Linked DNA regions of Danio rerio: region 1 is linked to region 2. The links are chromatin contacts, called in public Micro-C maps. All regions are on one chromosome and are shown on one strand. The core of a region is the stretch at or near the end of the contact, and the rest is flanking DNA. Distances in the headings are between cores, read along the strand shown. Region 1 holds the start of tspan7 (tetraspanin 7). Region 2 holds the start of bcor (BCL6 corepressor).

The links. A called contact is a pair of places that touch in the nucleus more often than the background predicts.
Region 1: a contact with region 2 is called in a Micro-C map of caudal fin, with 4 times the contacts expected there. The contact joins the promoter of tspan7 here to the promoter of bcor in region 2. A contact is called at or near these places in 3 of 18 Hi-C or Micro-C datasets (caudal fin, embryo and an unstated tissue) and 2 of 4 datasets of contacts at active chromatin or transcription factors (caudal fin and embryo).

What each region holds. Positions count from the first base shown.
Region 1 is chr22:11,141,864-11,147,836 of GRCz12tu, reverse strand. tspan7 (tetraspanin 7) reads left to right here and starts at 1,655. Exons shown (of 8, transcript NM_001130818.1): 1 at 1,655-1,793. The coding sequence starts at 1,713. It also overlaps a transcript of sgsh not described here.
Region 2 is chr22:10,790,761-10,797,393 of GRCz12tu, reverse strand. It overlaps bcor (BCL6 corepressor), which reads right to left and starts at 1,385. Exons shown (of 13, transcript NM_205626.1): 1 at 759-1,385. LOC137488909 (a long non-coding RNA gene) reads right to left here. Exons shown (of 3, transcript XR_011008192.2): 3 at 5,946-6,633.

The DNA of each region.
Region 1 (5,973 bases), core at 406-2,905, 350 kb before region 2:
AAAAAATAAATGCAAGATAAAGTCAATTTCTCTTCTAACTCCCATTGCTAAGAATCCATCATTTATACCATCTACATTAGATGGAACTTTTACGCAATGGAAGGAAATGGGTGCACATACTGTAGGAGATCTTTTCGCTGATGGAAATCTAGCTTCATTTAACCAATTACAGCAGAAATTTAAACTCCCTCAGAATAATTTTTTCAGATTTTTACAGATAAGGAACTACATACATGCCCATACGTCTTCATTGGATAGTACACCCCCTTCCATCCTTGACAAATGCCTAGATTGGTGTAAAGGTAGTAAAAAACCATTATCAATAATTTATGAACAACTACTATCTGTTACTTCCCCCTCCACAAAATGTTTTAAGGAAGAGTGGGAGAAAGAATTGGGAGTGAAAATTTCAGAAGAAATGTGGCAGTCAGGTTTGGAGGATATTAATAAACAATCTATTAATTCTAGACATTGTCTTATTCAATTTAAAATAATTCATAGGTTACATTATTCAAAGAAAAAATTACATAGAATTTTCCAAAATATTTCACCTCTTTGTGACAAATGTAATTCATCAGATGCGGATCTATCTCACAGTTTTATTTTTTATTCTAAGATACAGAATTATTGGAATGGAATTTTTGATGTGCTTTCCGAAGTGTTGAAGTTGCAATTACAACCAGATCCAATGCTTGTAATTCTGGGATTCTCTGAACAAACACATTTGTTGTCAAATACACAACATAAAATGCTCTCATACTGCTTAACTACTGCCAAAAAGCTACTGCTACTGTTTTGGAAAAAAAGGAATCCCCTACATGTAAACTGTGGCTTGGAGAAATTGCTTCTATGTTACATTTGGAGCGAATTAGATACTATTTGAAAAGAAAACTGGAACAATTTGACAAAATTTGCAATCCCTTTATCTGTTACCTTGAAAAAAAAACTCATAATAATGCATCATTTCTGTAATGTTTTAACATGCTTTGTCTTCATACTCTATTTTTCAAACAGGTCTTTGTAACAAGTTTGCTTGTTATGTGGGTGGGTGATTTTATTTTTATTTTATTTATTTAATTTTTAATTTTCTCCTTTTAATTTCCTTATTTGCTGTGCCTATGTTATATGTGGACAAAATATGTAAACAGAATTAATTTTGTCTTGAATCTGTGTCTTCATCAATAAAACTTATTTGACAAAAAAAATAAATAAATGCAAATGAACTAGACTCAAAATAAACACTTTTTAAATTTAGTTTATTCTTGGAAAGACAAAAAAAATACTATTTAAAAAAAATCCCGCTTTAGCTGTAAATAAATATGCTGTAAAATCATATCTTATGTCCTTTAACAATACTAACAAAACGTCTCTGATTCAATATTCAATATTAATTTCCCCAAAACCCCGGACATATTTACATAGATTAAAAAACCTGCTTTCATTTTTTCCTCACTTTTCACTGACGCAAAAGCCACCTGCCTCACCTTTAGCGCAACTGTCGTCACTGTCATGTGACGTCCAGCAGAGGGCGTCGCGTCTCGGAGGCGGGGATTGAACGTTCCTTACTCCTCCTCTGATTGGCCGGCTGGGAGCCTGACAGCGAGGGGCGGGACCTTTGCGGGGTATCTCGCCCCGTGATTGGCCAGGCGGATCTAGAGTGACTGGAGCAGAGGCGCAGCGGAGAATCACAGCAGCACAAACCCACTGCGCTCATGGCATCAAGGAGAATGGAGACCAAACCAGTCATAACCTGCCTCAAAACGCTCCTCATCGTCTATTCCTTCGTGTTCTGGGTGAGTGAGAGCAATTTGTTGGCGTTTTTGAGCGTGTCATGTTTCTGCAGCGTGCCGTCAAGCATTTGAAATGATTTATTATCATAATAAGACGTTTGTTGCATTATTGCGCCACTGGAAAACAAGTGCATCTCCATCATGGCAGGGCTGGACCCTTCCGAGGCCATTAGAAACACGAATATGATTATGTGCATCACTAAATGTGTTCGAGATTAGGATGGACAATGTGCATTTTTGATGCCAGTAATGAAAAAAGATGAAAAACGAGACGTTTTGGAGAGTCAGAATCAAGGTGTTTGATGTTATTATTAATAAAAAAAATATGTTAATATCCAAATATGGACATAGCCAGAACATTATTCGTCATGAGTTGAATATTCATGTTCAGAAATGGACTTATACACAGGGTTGTGAATTATTAACTGCATATTAATGTTCAAATACGAGCAAATGCTGTACATTATTAATCATATTTTTCAAATATTAATGGCCAAATATGGACAGGAGCTGGAAGTGATTGATCATGAATTGGATTTTAATGTCCAAACAAAGACGTTTGCAGAAAATGATTGGTCATGAATTAGATTTGGATGTCCAGGTCTGAACACATGCACATCTTAAATTATAGATTTAAATGTTAATGTCCAAATCTGCTCAAGTTCTAGAAATTAAACCGGTTTATTAGGGGTTGAAGTGACCTTCATCTCTGTCATATGAATATGAGACGTCAGCGTCCTCATCTTCAGGCATAAACATGATGGTTTCTGTCTGCTGAAAGTCATTTGGAGAGTTAACTCGGCACCGCCCCGGTACTGGTTTGGTATCTGTGTGTGAGATTCAGTTAGATTGCATTACTATAACTTTAATGAATAAGGCTTTAACAAACATTTGTAAAGGACTATAGGGGTTTTTTAAATGTTATGGCCAGGTATATGCATAGTGCGGTCTGTGATTCATCAGAGAGTGTGTTCACATTTGTAGTTCAGTTCTTTTGATTTGTTTGGTCCACTCCAAAAATATAAATGATACATGTAATCCTGTTTGCTTAGTGTTCACATTTTCATTTTGTGTGTAAAGGAGTTAAAACAGAGCCAGAAATGTTTCCATTGCACACACGAATAACAAAAATCTACTGCAATGAGACATATTTCCTTCTCTTGGGGTTTTTGGTCTGGATCTAAAACAAATATGTATTTGGTCATGATCCATTTGGCATCCGCTTTGTCAATCTAAATCTGCAAGTACATATTCAAAAGAAAGATTTTTATGATCTATATTTAAATCCCAAAGAATATTGTCTAAACAACTTTTTCAGCTGAGAACTAGAGTCAAAGCAGGGTAAGGAGCTAACGGATACTTAAACAAATGTGTTAAGTTCATATGCAAGTCAAAGCACACCAGAGTTTGTTTGGAAGTGGATTGAGATTAGCCGTGTGTTCACACCACCACCAGCAATGCTAGTCTAGTTTCATGCTGTTTATAGAAGATGTTTAATAGCCTTGGTCTCTACATTAACATTAATTTGTGCGCATTCTACATTGCGAACTGAGAAATCCACATAGCAGCAATCAACATCTCCTTCGTTTTGCTTGGGAACTACTGTGGTTTATTGGACTACATTCTCTTGAACCCTCTCAAGCGATGGACTTTTACATTGCGATGAAGGTTGCTGTCGGAATGCGTCATAGCTCATTAGCATAAAGTTGACCTGATTTTAACTTTCCTTCATCATTGCGCCGCTTTCGCTGTAGCTTGTCACATTAAAATAAATGACTTCAGGCTACTTTATTGCTCTTATTGGTGGTGGTGTGAAAATTCAATAATATTTTAAGATGCTTCAATCTACTTATTTGGTGTACACCAAGGTTTAAAATGTCAGTGTTCATACTTATTCAAATGAATAAGCAGTCACACCTGAATTCACTTTAATTTGATCAAACATGCCTAGGTTGAAATGCCCTTAATCTGACCAAAAATGGCACGTCTAGACCAGAAGAGACTATTTTATTAATATCTAAAGTGACCAATTAGTTTATCAAGTAATGTAGAAGTAGGTTTTTAGTGTATAATATAACTTTAAGTGATTTTGATATTGCAAATTTTAGCAGTTTCTGGTTAAAGGTTGATACTAGAAACTGAATGTGATTACATACATGCAGTATATTCATAGATTTATATTCCTAATGTGCAATTTAGCATTGTGTAATGTTTATTTAGACTAATGCAATATATTCTAAAGTGTTTGCACAATAGTTGTTAATGACTTTGATATTGTTTAATATTGTTGTGTCGATTTTCTACAATATTTTTATACTGATTTTATTTTACACACTTTTTTTCTCTTCTACTTTGTTATATGTATATTGGATATTAACAGTATTTAATTTAATTTGTGTTATGGATGCACTCAGTGTGAAAAGGGAAGTCTTTTATTTTGAATTGGTTACTGTTACGGATATAAACAGACACAGAGATCGCATATGATCATGGCGTCCCAGCTTTGAGGTCTGCAACAGCTTAAAGGTTAAGCTTCTGGTTTGATTGGAGAACAAGGTACTGACATTTCACGTTTAACATGTTTTTTTTTTTTTATTGAATTCAAGTGATAATTGTTTATTTGTATATGGCTTTCATGTTTGTTTTACGGTTTGCTTACTTTTGGTTTTGTTTTCTTTTTGTATACAAAGCTCTTAGGCCCCATTCACACGGGGCGTCAGCTTCAATGCTTCCCATTCACCATGAATGGGTAATGTCAGGCGTGGCCGAACTGCATTGTGGATCCGCCGGCGGTGCTACAGTGGCGTTGCTAGCTTAAGAAGTTGGAACTTTCTCAACTTTTCAAGCGAGAAAAGTCAAGCCAGCCAATCAGATCGCTGTATGCAATCACCAGCTCAGACAATAGGTGATTGCTGACTAATTTCATTGGCTGACGCTGTGTTACGCCCGATTCACACGGTGCTTCAGCGTGAACACTTGATAGAGGGTGTGTCTGAAGTTGGGGCTGACGCGATCGTCATAGCAGCGTCAGCCAATGAAGTTAGTCTTTAATTGACTACTGTTTGAGCTGGTGTATTTGCATAAAGCAATCTGATCGGCTGACGCATCCGTTGTCGCTTGAAAAGTTGAGAAATTCCCAACTCCTGCAGCGAGCAACACCACTGAAGCGGCACCGGCGGATCCACAATGCAGTTCGGCAACGCCTGACATCACCCATTCAAGGTGAATGGGAAGCGTTGACGCTGACGCCTCGTGTGAATGGGGCGTTTCAGTGTTCGTGTTGGTGTCGGTGGAGGGAATGTTGCACTCAAATAAATCATAGGAAAACATCTTTATTGGTGTAAATAAAAACACTTTATTTACACCAATAAAGAGTCAGGGAGCAGGGAGCTACAATAGTTCTGTTGGCCAAAAAAATGCCATAGCCTGAAGCTATTGTTAGTTAAGAGTTTGATAAATGGTCTATGACACCATTTTGTCACTGATTGTTTAAAACAAAAGAGAGAAATGAGTTAAATGTGCCAAATAATTGATGTAAATGGTGAATTTCACAATTCATTAAATCCATTTGCGAACCATTTTGGACAGATCTCTCTATAAATCACATTGGTGTTGTCCAGGAATGTAACCAAATATTTAAGAAATTTGAACCTTTCAGGAAGATATGATGTTTATCTGAAATAAATTTGCATAATGATGGCACATTCTGCATTTTTGAATATACTTAGCATTGAAAAAAATTACATTTTCTGGCCCTGAAATGACTCTTAATGGCGACTCTCATTCAGCAAGTCAGACAATAATAATACATTAAGACACAAATTCCAGTGAATAAACATTGAGCTGCATGTTAAAAAGGCTTCTAAACAGGCATATTGTGCTTTCTGATATTGAGCTGAATCTGGGCTTCAGATCTCATGTAGCTCAACACCGAGTTTGTGTTAGTAGGTAACCGTCTCCATCACGCTTCCTTCTGCGCTCACTGGAGCTTGAGTAATGCAGAGTTGCTCATTCACCAACAACCAGCGGCTGTTGAGCTTTCAGGCTGTCAGTAATCCCACTTGGCACAGTGATCCAGCGCCTGACCCAAATCCAAACCGTTTGGGCCATAACACAGCGTAATTCTGCTGTAGACTCAAGAGTAGACGCCACATTTATTTGGCACACTGTAAAACATCAGTGG
Region 2 (6,633 bases), core at 136-2,635:
CACGCATTGCTTTATTTCGAACCTTAGTAAAAAAAACGCAAGAAATGGTTTATTGGAAATTTCATGAGGTTGGAAACCGTCATATAAAAGGGCGAGGCTCGCGCAATCAATAGCGCTCGCGGTGTATCCCGATCGGAAAAAGAAAGTCCACGCGCCACCGTGAGCGCGTGCTCGCTTCATTTCTGGCATCTTATTACTCAACAAGAGAAAATTAACACACGTGAATTTCACAGAAACCCACAGTTCCACAAATCTACAATGCATTTTCGCTTTGAATAGCCTGTGATGCACAATCCACAAAGGTCAGCAAATAAAAAGGAAAGTCCCGTAACCTGGGAAATGTTTTTGTAGCAAATAAAGACAGCCCATAGATTGACAGAACCATTAAGATGTTCAGTTTAGTAAACTGAGAGCGATTTCTAATGTTTGCACACAAACTCAAACAACCAACAAGACATGTCAACAACGACAAGATCGTGACACCAGTCAGCACAGAGGCGATGTTGAAAACTTATCAACCAACGCAAGTTTCAAACAGAGATGTTACATATCAAACAATATGCTGGGATGTTCTAATCATGACACATGATTAATCATTACACATGATTAGAAAGGCATCGAAAACGAACCCTCTTTAGCTTTACCAAAGGTCCGCACGAAACTAATCGCCCGTACTTGCCAATAGGACAATGTAACGGAACAAACATAAGCAGGTAAGTCATGGAAAACATCAATAATTAAGCCTGAACTGTTCTTACCTTAAAGCTGTGATTCTTGATGTTCATTGAGTTGCACGAAATGTACTTGAGCTCCTCTTGAAATGCAAGTTTTCACTCTTTTAGTTTTTCAGACGTTCAAAGATTCCCGTTAAAACAAAGACGAGCAGATGCTCCTGTTGAAAGCTGCATTACTCTGTAACCTAAAACTCAGGTCAATCTAGTACCGCGAGTGTTCTCTTTGTTTCATATGAAGTCCGTCAGAAGTTCAAAGTATCTCCGGACTTGCCGAATACGAATATCCACTCCGCGAAAAACTGTGAACGCGTTTGGGAGATCCATATACATCCATGCAGACGCAGAACGTAATTCCTTTGATTCGGATGAGCAGGGTGGCTTCGACACGAATCGCGTGAATGCACAGGTGGCGAAAGATCCCCGGGGCTCGGGTTGAACTGAACTCAGTCTGTTATATGACGCCTCGCAGCGCCATGTTGGGCTTGCAAGACAACGAGCGATCGAGAGCCACGCCGCGAGAACGGCAGCAGTGTGTTTGCTCGTGTGTGCACGGGCCGGTCCTCACACGCACATTTAAGGACCGTTTGCCATCTAAACCGCCACACGAGTTCCCCGCTCTCTCTTTACTCTCCCGGGTACGATTGCGGTAAATTTTCTGTTTCTTTGTCCCGGTTCCGATAGGCGATATCCCTGGCGCGCTCAGTGTTCGCGCGACTGCTGCTTGTGTGTGTGCGCGCGTCTCTCCTAAGCGCGTGCAGCGGGGAATGAAAGCTGAGCGCAAGACGCCTGTCTCTCTCTAGCTCTCTCTCTCTCTCCAGCTCTCTCTCTCTCTCTCTTACCCAGAAGGCCAGTCGGGGGAACAACCGCAATTACCATAAACCCAGTAGGCTGCGCTCTCTCTGTACGACTCGATGCGCCCGTGTAGAATACAGCGAGAGGGGGGTGTTTCGCACAGCGTACGGGCTCCGTAAACAAAATTAATCGGCAGTGCCGCTGAGAGGCTTCTGGAAAACCACAAAACGGTATTTTTGGCTTATGATATAAAGCGAGAAGGAGGTGAAAGATAGATTTATGGGCTGTTCAAAAATCCTATGGATGGCATAAAGTGATATGAATGTAACTTTTTTTTAAGTAGAACAAATTTCAATGATTATTTTCAAAGGGAAACAGATTAAAATCAATCAATAAATAAATAAAATATTTATCTTAAAAAATTAGAAACCATTTTTTAAACATACAAAAATAAATAAATAAAAAATTGCAAAAAGAAAAAAAAAAAAAAAAAAAAAAAAAAAAAAAATATATATATATATATATATATATATATATATATATATATATATATATATATATATATATATATATATATATATATACTGCTTACACAAATGTATGGTGCAGTTCATGGCTTTTTTATGGAAAGTACAATTGTGGCTGACCTTTTGTTGTCCAAAAGACATTATTTATTAGCGTATGATCAGAATTGCACGTGCATAAACAAACTGCAGAAAAAATGACGCTGACCTTTTTGGGGCCTGTAATTATGAAGCTAAAGCCAAAGTTTGATTTTAAAAGATCACAGCAAGCAAAATTTAGGCTAAAATGATAGATAAATAAATGGCTAAATGTCATGGAGAAAGTTTCTTATGTTTCATGACAGTTTTACAAAAAAAAAAAAAATCTTTATGTAACATTTAAATGTCATTTGGGGTTTTGAAAATGATGAACTTTTTAAAAAGTACCCAAAACATTTAAATAATTGTTTTTGACGATTTCAATAATATGGGATATTTATCTGCAGAGATTATTTCCACAACCCTGATGATAAGATTAGGCTATACAAATACAACACAGAGAAACGTCACACTTGTTGTTTAGATAAAACGTTCGGAAAACATTTAATTTTAAAAAACCAAGAACGTTACAGAAAATATTTATACAACTAGAATGCTCCTAAACATGGCCAAACTGCCTGGTGTTCGTGGCCATTCTGCGCGAGAGGCTGTTTTTGTCGCGCAGAGAAGAGGAGCGGGATAATCGCGCGAGCTGCGTGTGTAACAGGATTGCTCGGGGCTTTGACGGAGGATGTATTGGCCACCGCCTGACGGGCAAACCCTTCCCCCACACACAAGCATCATCCCCGGGGGAGTCGACCTGGAGGTCACAGCGCTGGGGAACGCGCTTAAAGAGCTCGGGAACGTGCTCAGAGTCCTATATTCACACAGCCAGCGCTTCGCGTTTCAGCAAAATTAGAGAATGTAGGCCTGGTTGGTGTAGTGTACATTTCAAAGGGTTGCACAGCTCTTTTATGATGTAGACCTGTTCATTTATTTTAGTAGGCTTACCAGCTTTGTTACTCTACACACAGAAATAAAGTTTAGACCTATTTATTGTTTTGAAGTAGAGTTTTATTGTGTTTGAAATATTTATTAAAAAAATATTTATTTTTGGAATATGAATTATTATACAAAATGGAACTTAAAATACATAATCCAAAAATATTTTACTGATCGATGGCTAGCCTATATTTTGTCGACTCAAATAAAAGTCTAAATATACCGTGTTGTGGCATAGCCATTTTGAATCACTATTTTTGAAAATGTGTAAAAAATAATAAAATAACTTATTTTTAATCTAATTGATCTCGGACAATTTATATGAGATGCATTATAATGTGGGAGAAATGTTTTCCGGTAGCAAAAAAGGCCCACATTCAATCCAAACATACTATTTGAAGACTATAAATGTATAATTCTGAAGAGATAAGACAACGATATCTACTGATAAGAAACAGATACTGCATCTTTGAGAGCAAAGCTCAAAACGTGAGATCAGTTGCGCATACACGGACATCGAAACACCAATCGGACACCACAAAAATAAATCCCGAAATAAACAGACCATTAGGCCCAATTTAACACGGAGAGGGCCTTATAGGATATAAGAATTCTACAGCTGACACAAACGCTCCCCATTCATCAAAATCTAAATAAATAAGAGGCGAGTGTGGTGGGCTTTTGTATTGTTGTTTAATCTGATCTCGTCAAGGCCGCCCAAACCTTCCCCCATCCAGCCTTCATTTATACATGCATGGGGTCTCTCTCTCCCCCGTCCCACCCTCTCCAGAGCTCCATTGTGTTCAGTGCCCGAGGCGCTGCGCTCCGCGTTTTCCCCGAGAATAAAGAGACGGAGGAAGGGGAAGAGACGACTGAGTGCCATCAGCGCCGGTGTTAATGTCCGCTCATCGAGACTTTGTCACTTCCAGGCGTGATCTGTCATTCAAAGCCATCAGAGCAGCGTAGAACCGGCCGAGTCACTTCTGCGCTTAAAACATAACTGCCCCAAAATAAACGCATGTTGTCGGCTGTTTAACCCTTTTCGTGATTGAATAGGCCAAATTTTAAAGTGTTTAAAACCGTGCCGTGCACAAAAATAGGCCTAAGCCATATACAAATATAGAGAAACATTAAAAACCTATGACAACGGTGAAATAGCTCGCTACAATGTGCATTTAGTCTTTAAAATAAAGTAAAATACATTAATAAATGCTGTAAAAATGTTGAAAACAGAAGTGTTGGCACGTAAACCTTTAAAAATAAACAAACAGCCTAAACGGATAAATAAATAAAAATACAAAGTCTACTTTAAAAAAAACACAGTTAATAATCGAATAAATACGTGAATATTAAATTGAGATCCAAAATAAAAACTGAAAAATATATACATTTATAAGCAATTAAATAAATAAATAAAGCAACAGGCAATTAAATAATTCAGCAAACTGAAAAGACACTCATATCTAGCTACAATATTATATAAAATAAAAATGTTATTATAATTATATATAATTTTTATTTATTAAATATATAATAATCCAAATTTTTACCAAACTATTGATGACATTGTTATTGATATACTGATTTATGTTAGTAATTTACTTTTATAAATGCTTGTTTTTTTATTCAAAATACATTGAAAAAATCATTTATAAAAATATACAAAAATTCTTATAATATATAGGCCTATTTTAAGGGAATAACAATAAACCCATGAATATATATACCTATTTTTAGAATTAATAATATAATAATAGTCTAATTAGAAATAATTAACACGAAAATTTAAATTAATATTTAATTTTTTATTTAAAAATTGATAATTAAAAAGACATTTTGTGTAGGTCACGTTGAGTATAACTACTAAATAATAGTAACAAGTATTAAAAAAGATATTAACAGCTTATATTTTTAAAAATACTTTTTTAAAACAATAAACTTATCTAGCCTATCAACAAAGCGCGTTTCTCTATCTAATTAATAATTGACAAGCTCAGACCGATGAAGCAGAACTCAGCCAGACTTGAGCTGCGTTGCCCTGTCAGGGTCATTGTGTCCCGTTGGGTGGCCGATGGCTGGGTCACTCTAATTGTCTGCTATTGAATTACCTAATGGAATGTGAAAATCAGAGGAGGCGTGTCACGGGGTCGCGCACAGCAGTCACCGCGGCGGCGCGCTTCAGTCCCGCGGCTCTGCGCGAGAACGGACCTCAGACGCGACAATAAAAACATCTAAACACAAACCCTGGAGAGGAGGAACGGGCTGCGTTTGAATAGATCATGTTTAATGGATTATATTGTAGATCTGATGTTTGATCTTGAACGAAACTGCAACGCAGCAGAAGTCTATATAGGTCAAGGTTTTTGAAAAAAGTTTGACTTATAGTTTCAGATCCTGTAAGTTTGTGATAAGATTTTGAAAGTATGCATTTTTCTAAATGAAAACAAATAAATTAACTAATTAATAAACTTAAATAAATAAATAAATAATCTTTTAACAAAAACAAACTATGGTACAGGGAAAATAGTTGTCTTGCAAAAATGAACGCTTAAATAAAGTTAATGTTTTATAGGCATATACCAACCTAACTTTATATATATACCATCTCTTATGTACAACAAAAACAAACTATATGCTATTGCATAAAAAGTTAATGTTAAGATATATATTGATTAATGACTATATTTCAAGATCGTGGGCTTCCTACAATATATCCTGTCTGACCTGTTTCTACATTTAATCTATTTACCAAAAACATCTGATTCATTATTAATGCATGCTTAAAGTTACTCAGATTAATCATACGTTCAGGGTTTTTTTACTTCCACTTTTAGCCTAACTTTATTTTCAAAACATTATTAAAAATCGTCTCTTTGCGATAATGATTTATTTTGAAATATCATGACTCATATTGGGCTTCTCTGTCGAGCATATGGCGATGGTCTGATCTTGAAAGCACGTGTAAAGTCATCTTTCAGCTGCGGCTGGTAAATGATCGCTGCCACGCGGAGATAAACACGATCGGCCAGTGACGGAACAAGAGCTCCTCCAAGTGGACAAAGGCAACATTACAACAACAACAACAAGGTTTAAGGGGGCTTGGAAAAAGCAAGGCTATTATTGTTTGTTTGCTTGCATTCAATTAACATGTTAATATGTATTTTTTTTCAAGATTTAGAAATTGCAAGGCTAAACAGTGTTTGTATTTGTATATACTAGGGTAGGTTGGTCTACGTTGTCCATTCAAGCATTGGCATATCTTTGTTTACAAGTCTATATTGGGTTTACTCCCATTATATCTCCAGAATTACATTTATTTAAAAAAGCCTGTCCTTATTTATGATGTTCAGTCACAGAATATTTATTTACTGTCTGTTCCTAAAATGTGGACTGAGATGGGGGGGAAAAGGACTTTTAAATACGCAGCACCTTTTGCGTGGAATAATCAACAAAGTTTAAAAATAGTTTTCACTAAATGCTTTTAAAAACAGTCTAAATGATTTAGAACTTGAAGCACAGGCTTGCAGATGTTTTGAATAGTTTGTGTGTCAATGTGTGATTCA